2 separate regions of the Drosophila melanogaster genome follow, and region 1 is linked to region 2. The links are chromatin contacts, called in public HiChIP or PLAC-seq maps. All regions are on one chromosome and are shown on one strand. The core of a region is the stretch at or near the end of the contact, and the rest is flanking DNA. Distances in the headings are between cores, read along the strand shown.

Region 1 (7,783 bases), core at 3,275-5,774, 230 kb before region 2:
AATCCTCTTAGTCACTATGGCAAATAATCACCCACCAGATCGGTGTTCCAGCTAATAGCTCCAAAGGTGCCCAGTCCTATAAGTGGAGCCTTGAAATGCTCGGCGAATCCGAAGTGAGCTTCGTTCAGGAACACCTCGGATATTACGGCATCGAAGGTCTGGTTGGATTTCATCAGTTCTATCACAGATGGTTCCTTCAGCAGCAATTCGGTTATTTCAATACCCATTTCGTGAAAGTTAATGATCTGCTTGATTATGGGCTCCTTTGAGCTTTGCAAAAGGTTAGCAATTCTTCCTAAAATAAATTAAAGTGTATTAAAACGCGTGTCTTTCTAACAAAGAGAACATGTCATGTCATACAAAATTGGTATTAGGTTAGGTTATTTTAAAACCCTTAAGTGCTTAGAAACCATGGACGTTATCAGAAGCAATTGTTAGCTAGGCTTATCGAATCGAACTTAACTCATTTTTATTGGTGCAACTTCTTGAGGTAAAAATGAAATGACTTTGAAAGTTAAGCTAATAAGCTGAATTCATTTAGTTATGTAATGCATAAGTAAACCAGAAAACTCCATTTGTCAACAAATAAATATTTGATGTAACCCAACCGGTTTACACCATAGGCCATATTTTACAAATTCACATTTTAAAAGTCTTTAAATGTTGTCACCATTGCAAAATAACAGAAATAATTTATGTTATATTAATCACACTAATAATATGATACGACTGTGTTCTTGAATTATAATGGAAGTTCATTGTTCAAACTTTAGATTCCATTCAATAATTATTAATTTCAGACACAGTGTCTGTAGTCTTACCGAATTCCCCATTAGATTGTGTAATAATGTTATTAATAATTTCGGTCGTTAAACATACCCTGCATGGAAGTCAGAATGCTCTTGGCCGGAACATCTTTGATGTTCTTGATGGGTTTCTTCAGCTCGAAGGGGGAGATGATGGTCACCTGATGTCCCGCAGCGGCTAATCCCTTGGCCAGGGCAGATCCCACATGGTAATGGGATCGTGCGGCGGTATGGAGCACCACCAGGTAGTTGTAGGCAGACACGCAGCTCAGCAGGCAGAACAGCAGTAGGGCCAGAAAACCCGTTTGGCCAGCTGTTGGTTTCATCGTTAGTTTCGAAAACTGCGAATTCAATACAATTAATTTGGCTTAATTGTTGCCAGTTGTGAAATGCGTTCTTAACGACCAACGACCGTGAAACTGATACTAAATGGGGGCTACGAACGCCTCGACGCCTCGCAGTAAACTGAGTTAACATGGGACTGCGATGAGGTAATTATAAGTGGTTGGGTTAGGTCCCAATCAGATTTGGAGAGTGTGCTCTGCTCTGCTCTTCTATTCTCACGCCCTCTCTTCTTCGTCATCGTTACAGTGCCAAATCTCAATATTTTGTACGCTATTCACGATCGAGTGTCAATATCTCTACAAAGTGGAGAGGCTCTCTCGCATATATTATCAGTTTTGGATAGGTTTTATTCTCGGATTCTCCTTCGCTTTGTTTTCACACCGGCTTTTTTGGTGGGGAGCAATATTTTGTTTTGTTTTTCACTTTGGTTCTCTTTCTGATGCATGGTTGGTGTAGAATTCTGATTCAAACAATATTTGTTGTTGATAAAGAAAACTATGCGAGGTATTTTAGAAAATGCACGTTGCGAATTTTTGTTTGAGATCAAAATTTGAGATAATTATTAAGCCACCATAAAATTTAATAATAGTTTGATGTATTATGTAAAAAATTATTTGTATTTAAGTCCACCGAAAAAATCCAATATACTTAAAAAAGATAATATTCTATATAGCTTAGTTTTGTACTAAAAAAATATTTATATATAAACTAGTTAATTTTTAGCTTCGAACTAGGTTTATATAGAAAGCCGTTTACAATAGTAACTAAAAACCGAACTAATAGAAAGACGAAAATAACGGTCAATCCAATGACCGAAAAGAATGTCGCCAGAACATCCAGATTGTGGTATTGGATGAAGTTCAGATCCTGGCAGGCACTTCTCAGGTACTTGGCTCCTTTATGCCGAGTCACATGCTCCACCCAATAAACAGCTCGTTCCAGTGGAGTCTCCTTTTGGTCCCGATATTGACTGGATATCACCTTAACCCTTTCCGTGAAGCTAGGATCACTAGTAATCCTTTCGATGGCGGATCGGAATAGTGAAGCCGTTAGTTGGGCATACTTCACCGTGATGCCATAGCCCATTTGCTCGGCTCTTGCCATATTCATGAACTGATCGCCAAAGAAGGGAATACCCACGACGGGCTTGCCATGGTAAATCGATTCCATTGTGCTCAAAAGTCCTCCATGGGTTATAAAGGCAATCACTTTTTCGTGTGCCAGGATATCGTCCTGCGGTAACCAGTTCGATATGAGAACATTATCCGGTTTGTCGACAAAGGTTTCCTCCTCGTACTTCCAAATAACTCGGTACTTGAGTCCCCTTAGCGTCTCCACAATGGCCTTTCGCTTGTTCTCCGGTAAATCTTTGCTGTTCAGATTGGAGCCCAATGAAAAATAGATAACCCCATGCTCGGCTTCTTCGATGAATTTGCGAATATTTTGGGGCAGTGGCTTTGGTGCCTTTCGATTCACGTGCATTCCGCCCACTTCGATCATGTTTGGCGAATAGGGCCGTGGATTGCTGATCGATACATGATTGTTAAGTAGCACCAATGACGTATCCTTGCGCATCCTATAAAAGTCCTGTTTGTTGTTAGGGAAATACTTTCGGTACAGTGCTTCATGTCTTGGTAGATTAATCAAATTCTCATAGGCAAATTCGTATATCTGGAATCCCAAATTCTGAGCCCTTTCCCAGAAATTCATGCGATCCCCGAACCGCAGCAATGAGTGTGGCACATACGATGGTGGCGAGGGTGTGCCCACCAGATCAGAGGTCCAACCAGTGGCACCCAAGCTGCTCAGAGTGATCAGTGGAGCTCCGAAATGTTCTGCAAAACCGTAGTGGGCGTCATTCATGAAAGTCTCACAGATTACTCCATCGAATGTGCGGTTTTGTTTTAATAGCTCCTGTACTTTCGGCTCCTTTAAAAGACTTTCTGTTATATCCAAGCCCATTAAACTGATTCTTGGATATCGCAATAGAACCGGCTTTTTGGCATTCTCCAGAATTCGCGCTTTGTAAACTACGGGAGAAAAGAATGCATTTAAATAACAAATATATAACCAGTTCCTAGCACCAAAATAGCTTAGTTTTTATGGTCGCTTAAGTTAAAGTTCTATAAATATGCTTAATGTTTTTTTTCGATGATTTTTATACCCGAAAATAGCCGGTATAACCAATTTGTTGTTGACCCCCTGAGATTTGGGCAACTTTCACGTGTTCCTTATCAGATATGACAACGCTTATTTCAAGCGATAAGCAATACGTGCCAAATGGTTGTAGTTTTTTGATTAGCGATAATATGATAGTACTCACCGCCCATCACGGTGATAATATTCGGCGTTTCCACATCAATTATGTTCTTAATGGGCTTCCTTTGGGGAAATGGCGATACCAAAGTGACTTCATGACCGGCGGCGGCTAATCCTTTGGCCAATGCAAAGCAGACGGCGTAGTGCGATTTCGATGCAGTATGGCTGATCATCAGGTAGGAATAGCCCCATGATTGGCCAAAAAGGGCTAAGATTAGCAAAAGCCACGAATTTAGGAGCCAACGCATTGCGACAGCGTCTTTGAAGGTTAAAAAACAGACTGAAGCAGGTTTACTTAATTTCTAGTAGTTATAGTATTTGATAAGAAACTTTGTCAGTAGATTAGTGAAACGTTTGAAGTGGCGGCTGCCCCACAAAGAATATTCTTTTACAACTTTGTGTGTCTGTATATTCATTGAGAAAATGATACATGGTATAGTTAATATATAATAATATGGTTTTAATAAATTTTATTTTTAATAGTTAAAGTGATATATTTATAACCTCGTTGCTTAAATAATAACTAATTTATTAAAAAGTTGTTTTATTTTCTATCGATGTTTGTTTAGTTGAGTTAAAGTTTCTCTCTTATAGCATTCGTTCTTCTCTCTTTGATTATAAATTACTCTTAACTGAAAGATTTTTATTGAGCGAAAAACTTTTTTGTTTGCTTGAGTTCTCTTGAGAATTTGCAAAAACATGAGAACTTAATGCTGATTGATCAGCGCATTTCCACCCCTTCGCACTACTCTTTAAAAGTGAGTAATAATTGTAAAGTAATACAATTGTATATGAACTAATAATTTAATTAAGTATATAATGTATTATAAATGTATTAGCCAACTTAAAATATATTGATATAGATAAATATAGGTCATTCAACAGTCGACTTGACGAGCACGATTTTCCACAATCAAAATTGTGTGCTTACCTTTTGATTCCTGCGAATTCCATGCTGGGTCTCTCGTTGAATTTACAAAAGTTTAATTTCACAATGATTGTATATATACTCAGATCCATGTTGAGCATAGTAGGCATTATCAGTGTGTTGCAGAAACGCGCTCAGTTCGGTTTGGTTATTGGTTCGCCGGTTGATTTTCATCACCATGCGTACGTTCACCTTGATCTTGGGACTATTGTGCAGCTTGGGATACTCAAGTGGATACAATTACCTGATGGTTCTGAATTCCGCCGGTCGTTCCCACTTTAATGTGGGACACGCTTTGGCCAAGGGATTGGTCAAGGCTGGGCATACAATCACCGTAGTGTCCGTCTTTCCTCAGAAAAAACCCATTCCTGGTTATACTGATGTAAGTGTGCCAAATGTGATCGAAGTCATGGGAGGTAAGTACTTTTATTATGTATAGTTGTTTTAGTATACTTTTTTTAAAAACCGGTTATTTCCTTAGGAGACATTGGAGCCTTGTGGGCATCTATCCAAAAGACATATACTCAGAATCTCATCGATCATTATCAAATGGGATTTCGCATCACCAGAGGCCTTTTCGAGGACTCCAATTTCCAGGATTTTCTGAAGAGCAACCAAAGCTTTGATGCGATCATATGTGAGACTTTCTACAATGATGCCCACTATGGCTTGGCAGAGCATTTTAATGCTCCACTGATTGGATTGGCCACCGGTGGAGGTCTGACATTTATCACAGATATGGTAAGTAAAGGATAAACAGATTTGTTCTAACGAACAAAAAAGGAATCTTCTATATCATATGAATGAAAGTTCAAATTTCATAAACGAAAGAAAAGCATTATGTTGAAGTCAGTCGTATTTCACATTTGGTGAAATGATGATCTTTAGTTTATAATATTATTTAAGGATTATTTGAAATACTAAATATATTTTAACTTTTTCAGGTTGGTTCCCCCGCTCCAGCTTCGTTCGTGCCCCACATAATGCTACCCTTTAACGATCACATGTCGCTGTACGAACGCCTTTTGAACGTGGCTTTTCTTGGCTATGAAAGAGTTCTACTGGACTACTATTTCTTACCGACTCAGGAGAAGTTATACAAGGAGTTCTTTCCGGGCAACAAGAGGTGTTTCTATAAGATGCGCCGAAATGCCTCCTTGGTGCTCATCAATCAACATGTTTCACTAAGTTTTCCGCGACCGCACTCACCCAACATGATTGAAGTGGGTGGCATGCATATCGACGGAAAGTGGAATCCACTGCCCGAGAAGATCGAGAGATTCATCAATGAGTCAGAACATGGAGCCATTTACTTTTCCATGGGATCGAATCTCAAGACCAAGGACTTACCCCCATCAAAGGTTCAAGAGATCCTGAAAGCATTAGGTGGGCTCAAACAGCGTGTTCTCTGGAAATTTGAGCTGGATAACCTGCCCAACAAACCGGAGAATGTCTACATTTCCGACTGGTTTCCACAGACGGACATATTGGCCCATCCCAAGATCATGGCATTTGTGACCCACGGCGGCATGCTGAGCACCACGGAGTCCATTTATCATGCTAAACCCGTGATCGGTTTGCCGATCTTTAGTGATCAGTTTTTCAACATGGCTCATGCCGAGCAAAACGGCTATGGCATAATGCTGGACTTCAAGACGCTGAATGCCGTAGAATTCCGGAAAGCAATCGAGCGGATTACAAGTGAGCCATCCTACACCAAAGTGGTGCAGGGCATATCCTTCCGATATCGGGATCAACAACAAACGCCAATTGAAAATGCGATATACTGGGTGGAACATGTGACCCGCCATCAAGGAGCTGCCTATTTGAAAAGTGCGGCACAAAGGCTGAACTGGTGGCAGTACCACAATGTTGATGTGCTCCTAATTATTTTTGTAGTAATGGTTCTGTTGCTAATTGTACTGCCAATTACTATCTATAAGCTGCTTAAAAAGTTATTACTCAAAGGAGAGAGAACTCAAAGCACTAAAGTCAAACGCAACTAGAAATGTAGCTTTGCACTTTTGTATAAAAATCTATGATAAATAAGTTTCCACACTAAAGTATTAAAAGCATGCTATGTTATTAAATTCTATATAAAGAGTAATTGATATGGTGATATGGTTTGTGCATTCAGATCGTTGGGAAAACCATAATGTGAATTTATCTCGAACAAACAGATGTAATTGCCAAACATTTGAATTTCTGGTCAACCGTTTCCATTTCCATTGTGCCACATCCATTTCCTGATGCCACAAGCAAATTACTGCCTAACAGCATGCTGCAAAAAATTGTTTTCATCTTTTCCACCCAGCGCACAAACAATCGCTAACTCGCATCGAAAAGTTGAGATGTATTTTCATGGGCTGGCAAAAATACATTTCGCTTTTCTATTATTGGCCACGTTATCAATGCACACACGTGCCGGCCGCTGATTGATTTCGCTAGCAAGCGAAACGAGAGTAAAATTCAAACCAAACGCAAATGACAAAACAAAATTGGAAATGCAGACGATGAGATGGGGGGCAAAATTTAAATAGGCACTCGAGCATTAAATTAAGCAGCATCAATATACGTAGGTCGCTGAAAACCAGTCAGAACGAGTGAGTCCCGGGATAGGAAAACACAAGGAGTGTCACTGTACCGGCCGCCCACATTCACAACACCACTCCCGCCGATCAAAAAAAAAAAACAAAAAAGAGGAGAAAATCATAAAATAAAGTAAAGGAAACCGCTCCGAGGTGCAAAACGGCTGAAATGAAGGAAATGAAATGCCAAAAAGACAGAGTTTCCCCACTTGCAACACACACGACAGCTTTTCCGAGTGTGTTTGTGCACTGAGCGAAAAGCGCAAGTTGAAAAATGCATATCTGAAATGGTTATCTATATATTCTACTATTTAAACATTTAGGTTGAGCTAAGAGAAGGAATTAAAGCATAAAGATTTTTAAATTGTTTAAAAATATTATTGTTTTTATACTTATACTTAACCTTGTAGCATATTCCAATTTATCTTCTTTACAATGGTAAGCCCTATTATTGCAAATAAAAATAGCACAATTTATTTTCAGTGTAAAAGCGTGTGCAATGCCATTGAAAAGACACGTTGAGCGAGAGCCAAAAGGAAGTGAAGCAGGCAAAAATATGGAAAATATACGTAATGTGAGCAAAAAAGTTAGCTATGCACAAAAACTTTTTGATGGCGCGCTGAAAGTGAAAAGTAAATTTACGCTAAAGTCGGCGAAATGCACAGTAAAGGGAAAATAAAAATTGAGAGTTGAGTGGGTTTTTTCTTTTTTTTTTTTGCCAGCTTGCCGGAGGGGGGTAAGTGGCGAGTGGCGAGCGGGGGGCGGGATAAGTTGCAAAAGAATATGAAATGGCAAGA
Region 2 (7,268 bases), core at 1,761-4,260:
TGTCAACGAGCAAAAAGCAGTCGTCAAAATTGCTTACATGGCACATTTCTCTTACGGCTGTCTTTAACAGCAACTTATTGTCAATTTGGCTGATAACACACTTACACAGACAGCCTGCTGGGGACACGCACACACTCACACTCTCATACACTCATACTCGAGTAGAAGGGCAACAACTGGCTCATCACTTGAGCGGAAGTGTTGGCAAATGCAGTGATTTTCAATCTCAATGCGACATTTTGATTATTTCCATGTTAGCGTGTGTGCAGGCAGGGGAAAAAATGATGATGGCAAGCAGCAGCAGCATCAGAAGAAGAAGAAAGCCCAGAATGAGATGGCTCACACACACTGCCGCACTGTACATCAGCACGCTCACACAAACACACACACACACACACACGTTCGCACTCACACATGCAGCAAGTGTCAGGACTGGAATCGGCGCACGTTTGCCGCACCGGAAGCACTGCTTGTGCAAGACGGAAATTACTTTATGCTACACACAATGTCATCGATGCCGCATAAGCAGACAGCAGCAGCAGCCGCAGACAACGCGTGGGGTGAGTCGAAAAGTGGGCTGCATTAGTACACTGAGCACAGAAAGATGTCAATGTTATTTGACCCAGAAATATAAGGCTTTAAAACGAACATCACATCATGTTATATAAAGTACAGTAAATCTTTCTTATTCTGTTGTAAAAAATTAAGGATGCTATTATGCTATTCAACCTTTTTTGTGGCTCTGCTAGAAAAAGAGACATTTCCCCATTCCTTATCCGATTGCAAATTGTGCCGGCGGAGGAAAATCGCAATGCCACTGCGGCCTGAGGGTAGCTCCACAGCACATCGGTCATTCGCCAGAGTGCAGCCCGTACAGTCAGTCCAAAAAGGGTTCATCCATCGCGAATGCAAGGCACGCGGCAGCTGCTCGCTGGCCTCGCAGAGTGCGTGAGGGTCTCAAATGAATTTAATTAGAAAATTGTGCACAACTTCGGCCGAGCATCCACTGCCGCCCTCCCGGGATCTCAACTTGGCCAAACAAGCGCGCAACTTGTGGCCAAAAAGGAAGCGAAACAAAAAAAATAAAAACTGTGCACAGCCCAAGCCGCAGGGGAAAATCCAAAAACTAAGCGGAAAAAAGAGGCGGAGGGTGGAGAAAAAAATGATAACCGCATTGGGTATTTTTCTTAATTTGCGCAATAGTTTCCCGAAGTGTGTACGCCAAGTTCCAAGTTTAAGCCGAGGGTCAGAGCTCGCAGGACTTTTAATTAAATTTCTCTCGAAACGGTATTAATTGATAATAATACATTGTGTCAAGAGGAGAGATAAGATAATGTAAGGTATTATTGATTGCGATCCATAAATTATAAAAATACTTTGTTTAACTATAATCCATTCTTATTGGAATGAGATTAATACTTCAATAAAGTTCAATTCATTCGAGTAGTTTGCAGTATAAGCGATATAGCACACAATACATACTTCCAATGTAATCCACATAATTTAGTTAAATATATTGTTCTTTTAATGATTTTATTCCCCACATCTTAACCCTATCCCCCACCCCCCGCTCAGGACACGGCTCATAAATGCTGCCGATTGTCTCGCACGTTTTTGCCCGCGGCGGAAAGTTTGCTTTGAATTACAAAATAAATCAGCAGGAATGTGACTTTTTAATGTTGTATTGTTGTTTGCACCCCCACACCCAAACACACACACAAACAAAAAGTGAAGCACACGAACACTTATGCAAATGGGAAAAGGGAAAAACAGTTTATTGGTGAAGGGGGGCGAGAAAGTTGGCGTTGCTTATTTTTTGAACAAATTGATGTTGTGTTTGACAGTTGAAACTTGCAACAAATACGACGCCAAATAAACAAATTCAGCACGGGCAAAAAAACGGTTAGCGAGAAGGCAACGTAAATGTTGGAAAATTTACTCAGTTAAATGTAAAAGTTGTATTTTTGTTGGCAAATGAATTCCAATTGCTGCACCGTGAAGTAACTGGCTTTAGCTCACCAATGAGAAGGTGTTGGTTACCATTCGGTAGCCAATATCTCTCTGGACAAAATAACAAAAGTTGGCAAATAAGCTAAAGTTGGCCACAGAACTTGGTTGGTCCTGATAGGGATACACATTTGCGCATATATCCTCTTTCGGAGGTGAATTTGTCTGGTAAACTTTCACTCCACCCAAATCTAATAAAACATTCAGAATGTGTGCGGCACGCGGGTAAAATTTTATGAGTTATGAACAAGCAGTTTTTCAGAACTTTTCTCGAAAGTTTAAGTATGCACAATTCTGTATTACTTTTAATTACAATATCTTCGACAGTGATATTCTATTAGAACCAAATAGAAATGTCTCTAGTAATAAACTAACCCATTTGTTTTTGGCCTCCAATTTGCCAGCCTATTTGCGACGCGTGTTTTTCCCAAATGAGGTCCACTTTTCAGTAAAAAAAAAAACCAGATATAAAATCCAACAAAATGAACTAATTTTTTAGCCTAACCCCAAAGCAACTGACCAGACTAAAAGTAGCATCCTGCGAGGATTGGATCGAGAGCAGAGTTTCGCCTACTGCCCCTGGAGTCGACAAAGTTGGCAAAGCGTGAAATTGCAACATCAAAATAGCTTTGCAAAGGCAGGAGCCAGTTTAAGTAAAAAAAAAAAAATAACAATGTCAAGCTGGGAGCACTAAAACTATAATACAATTTACTAAAAATAACACAAAGGCTTGTTCGTGTGAGTGTATGTGTGTATGTGTGTGCACAAAAGAGCACTAAATACATACATTCCAGGCCCCAAAAACCACACTTCCGCGTCCCTTAGCCACGCACACAGACGCCAGTGAGTGTCATATGTAAATTCTCCCCTGACGCCATTGACAAAGACACTTCACTGCATCCCCAACCCTGCAAGAGAAAAAAAGGAGCAGCTACAACAATCCCCCAAAGAGAAGCCACTATAAAGTCGATATATACATTTGAGCTCTGGACAAGGAGGCTCTATAAATTGTAGCATACTTTCGAGCAGGCCTGAAACTCTAAAACGCACACACGCCAGTAAACAGCCGGCAAACAACAAAAAAACTTATCTTGTGGACGACTATCGTGCGCCTGTGTTGGTTTTGCTCCTGCAATGACCCTAATAACTGTCTACGGGCATGTTAAGTGTCAGCGCCGACATGTCCTGTCATGTCTGCACTGGGCCTCTGACCCTCCGCAGGTCCTTTGAGTGCTTATATGTGTGTGTGTGTGTGTGTGCGGGGGCATAATATTGTCTATATTTCTTGTCAGCAAATAAAGCGACAAATAAATAAAGCTGCTAAAAACCGGGACCAATGAAAAATAAGACAAAAGGCGAAAAGGCATGGTCGGTGGTTAAGGTCGAAATCGTAACTATACTATTCTCATTTAAAAATTTTTGCTTTATATATAGTCCTTTAAATCGAAAGGTGCTTAAAAATTACAGCAAATCATTTTGTCTGTTTCAAGTTTCCAGGAATATGCATTTAAAAGGTATACATCATTCAAAAATGTTTTACATTTGGCTATCGTTTAGACATCCATTCAAGAGTAAATTTTCATAGGGTATCGGAGAAGTCCTTTGCTGGGTAAAAAAAAAATGTCAAATTGCGCCTAAAAGCAGACCGCAATATTTCGTGAGCAGGAAAAGCTGTGGTAGAGGAAAAAAAAAACTATTGCCTGGCGATCTGCGACTCGGCCCGTCTCTCTCTCTCTCTTCCTCTATATATCCTTCTCCCTCTCCATCTCGTTTGGCTGGGCTTGTTGTTTTTTTTTTTGTGTTGCTTTTGTGTTTGGCTTGCTCGTTGAACTTTTTCCATTTACTTTGGCTCATGCATTTTTCAAAGCACAAACGGCAAATTGTTTCTACCCCCATACCCAAGCCGCCTGCCACGCCCCCACACCATATCCCTTGGCCCCGCCCATCGCTGCCTTAAGTGTTATTTATCTTTAGCTCCCACGACATTACTCTAGTTCGCTCCGAAGCCATGTGTCCCACGAAACTGAAGGAAAGTCAGCCGGTGGGCTGGTGTCCCCGAAAAAAAAGGGGTTTTTCCTGTGGAGAGGGAAGAAAGGAAAACTGTTCTGGACCATTGTCCAGTTGGCCAAATATTAACTTTGGCCTTTTTGCATTCGCTCTATAGTCGCCGTAAAATAATTGTCAAAGTTTCCCCTGCCTTTTGTCTTTTTACTACTATTCGATTTTTTTTTTTAGTTTTGTGGATGGCCCCTAATTGTGTTTGCCCTACTAGGCAATGAAAAGTTAATTGCGAGAAAGGTGGCTGCATTGCTGCATAGCTGGGAGCCCGATGGATCGCATAAAAGTCAAATTCAATGCGTTGCCGGCATTCAGACAGCCGCTTGTGGCAACCGCAGTTGTGCAGAGTGAGCTCTTTAGGGTCTGCAATGCACTGACACTAAATGCAAACTTTAAATTGCCAAATAAAAAGATGCAGAACTCTTTTCTGATTTTCCTAATAGTTTTCCACGTAAAGCTAGGATATAATCAGGTGATCATTGGATTTTCCCACTTGATCATATCTAATCAATCATAATTTCAGGTATTACTCAACATCTTGTTGCTCAGTGTAGAGATGGTGGATGGGGACCACCGCGTACAGGTCGTGATCCCCAATGCGCCTTGCATTTGCATCGCACAAAACGATTCAATTTCGCTTTTCCTTTTTCCCAGCTCGCCGCACCCCTCCAATTTCCGTGGCGAATCGCATCTCGATTCGTTTTGTTTGATTTTTAGCAAAAGCTTTATTTGGCTTAGCGCCCAGGTGGCTGTCTCTGTCGCTCCCGCTGATTCGCCATCTCAGACGCACTCAATGTATGCGTATGTGGGGTGTCTCTGTTTGTGTGAGAAGCGCTTTTATTTCAGTGCTAAATTGCTTAAAATGCATTTCTAGTTGAGGTTTTAGCCGCGCTTTTCCTCGGCGGCAAGAAAAGTTTTGTCAGCTTCATATTAATGGTAATCGGTTTAGAATCAACCAAGACTTTATTATTTAATGGTTTTGGGTAAGTACAACTAAGATAATTGGTAATCATTTTGGTCAAAAGCTGTATCTGTTTTAAGGAGGATAATAACAAAGAATTTTAAATATATTTCTGAATAATAATATACCGATTAGTTCCAAGTATTTAAATGAGTTCGGTGTCCTTTGCTCATGTGTTTCAAGCAATGATCATTACACTGAATACTCGATAAAAACCGAACTATATGTTATTGAGACCAGCACACCCAGGGGCTAGCTTAGGGAGTTTTCCATTTCATTTCTTATCCAGATTTGAGCACAACAAAATCATTTTCATTTGCTTGGCTTCACCGGTGGTAACTTTAGACTTGGTCAAAGAGTTTTCAGCTTAATCCTGCGATGGTTTGTCGATGGGGTGCGGATGTCTAGGTACTTTAAACCCTCACCCTTTCTGAGCATTTACCATTAGGGTTTATGTCCAAAAATCTGGTCCGTATAAAAAGCGTATTACTAACTGCAAAACGAGAAAGTGTGATGGGGTGGATGGGAATGGACGACAGAAGCCATAAGAAAAACCAAATAAATTTTATTACAACAATGTCATAAAATTTGCTCTAGCCGGGATATACAGTCGTATATGTGGATATGACAAATATATCGCGTGGTGCACGAATAAAATGGAATGCGAAATATTTTGTAATTTATGCGAAAATACGCATATTTAAGTCAAATGTAAATATTTAAGTTGCATATGAAATCTGAACGTTCTGCATGTCTCCGATAGAGGCAGTACCAAATGCTGAAAGTGCGAGAAAGAGGGCGTTCGGATGAGAAAGGGACGAAGCACGATGGGTTACTATAAAATTCTAAAACCACAAAAAAGTATCAAGAACCAGCGATAAAAACATATACAAAATCCTCATGCATGTGTAGGTATGATGTCAGGTTGTAAAACATAGCGATGCGTGATATTTGTATTTATTTTACATATTCCTTTCCCTCTCTGTTCCCTCGCCCTCTCGCTCTAAACACCCGCACAGCGAAAGTAAAACTTAAAAAGGACGAAAAATAATGTCAAGAGTCTGGGTTTGAGTGCGTGTGTGTGTGTGTGATTAAGCCAGGGCATGAAGTATACACACCAGAGAACTACTCTCTAAGTGCACCCGCTAAACACTGGGTGTCTAGGCACCCGGGTGTTTTTTGACACTCTACTCCCGTTAAACCCAAGTGTTTAACGGAAAACCGATAAGTGTTTTGCCACTCATCCCATTTTAGGCACTGGCCTTTTTCTGATTGTTTGCCTTCTCTATCACCTGTTATGAGTGGCGAGTGTGATCGGCACCCGCGATGCAGAGTGCCTCATTGATGCAAGTGACCGCACACACGGGTGCTTGCCTGCACATGCAGGGTGTTTGTAAGTACCCGCACTCAAAATTGTTGAGTTCTCTGATACACACGTCCACATAAAGAGTTACTACCCAACATACACTTAAACCAAAAAGTCACAAAGACAACACTTTTCCTAACCTTTGTTTGTCTTTCCGGCGAGTGTGTGTGTGAGTGTGTATTATTTCGCGCATAGGTGAGTGTGTTTGTTTACCAATACATATGTTGGTTTATTGACTAAAACCCTATCTACTTTTATTTTGTATTCCTACACAACGTTGTAACTCTTTTCGATATTCTCCCCGGTAGTATTTCGTATTTTTATAAGGTTTCTTAAATCAACGAGTGTTGGCTTTTGCTGGCGAAATCAATATAAAAGTTGATAATAATTTTTCATTAAATATATTATGTTTTTAGGCATGGCGATGTGCTCTTTTTTAGACCTTTACATAAAAAACTTCTTTTATAAACTTTTGTGAGTTTTATAAAATTTTAGCTGTGCATCACTGGGTATGAGTAATATAAACCTTAAACTGACCAAGGGCTTGCTCGCTTTCAATTAAATCCAGTAAAATGGGAAACAATGGAATGTATACGCTTCCTGGCCAGCATTTTACATAAACCGACTGCTGATGTCAGTTTAATGCACTTTAGCATATGCCCATGTATGATGGATGGCATTTTGTTCGGCTGACAGCGTCATTTGTGAAGCTCAACGAAATCGCCATTTGTTTGGTACACTCTGTAGATGCCCCAAATGATGGCATCCAGTCCAACTTTGTCCGGTTCTGGTGCTGTCCATTTCGATTCGGTTCGGTGCGCTCACAAAGCTTAAGTAATTGCTGTTTAGCTGCGTTTATGAGGCGGGGCTAATAAG

What was found. HiChIP or PLAC-seq counts read pairs in DNA pulled down with a chosen protein or histone mark.
Region 1: a Pc HiChIP or PLAC-seq map of the Kc167 cell line shows a contact between it and region 2, with 6 times the contacts expected there. The contact joins the promoter of Ugt302K1 here to the enhancer-like site in region 2. A contact is called at or near these places in 6 of 107 Hi-C or Micro-C datasets (the Clone 8 cell line, the Kc167 cell line, the OSC cell line and 3 more) and 1 of 6 datasets of contacts at active chromatin or transcription factors (the Kc167 cell line).

Annotation. Positions count from the first base shown.
Region 1 is chr3R:11,150,590-11,158,372 of dm6, reverse strand. Ugt302K1 (UDP-glycosyltransferase family 302 member K1) reads left to right here and starts at 4,524. Exons shown (of 3, transcript NM_001300352.1): 1 at 4,524-4,814; 2 at 4,880-5,139; 3 at 5,343-7,347. The coding sequence starts at 4,577. The coding sequence ends at 6,404. Ugt302E1 (UDP-glycosyltransferase family 302 member E1) reads right to left here and starts at 3,747. Exons shown (of 2, transcript NM_144368.3): 1 at 3,475-3,747; 2 at 1,860-3,181. The coding sequence starts at 3,718. The coding sequence ends at 1,860. Ugt302C1 (UDP-glycosyltransferase family 302 member C1) reads right to left here and starts at 1,275. Exons shown (of 3, transcript NM_144369.3): 1 at 880-1,275; 2 at 36-295. The coding sequence starts at 1,132.
Region 2 is chr3R:10,919,468-10,926,735 of dm6, reverse strand. No RefSeq gene overlaps it. Among named protein-coding and RNA genes, the nearest start is that of lncRNA:CR45578, 25 kb to the right of the region's middle. Within about 2 kb of position 3,010, at least 12 of the 39 cell types and tissues checked have an H3K27ac peak or open chromatin away from gene starts, as enhancers often do. A contact at or near this core is called in the Kc167 cell line, where this site is marked.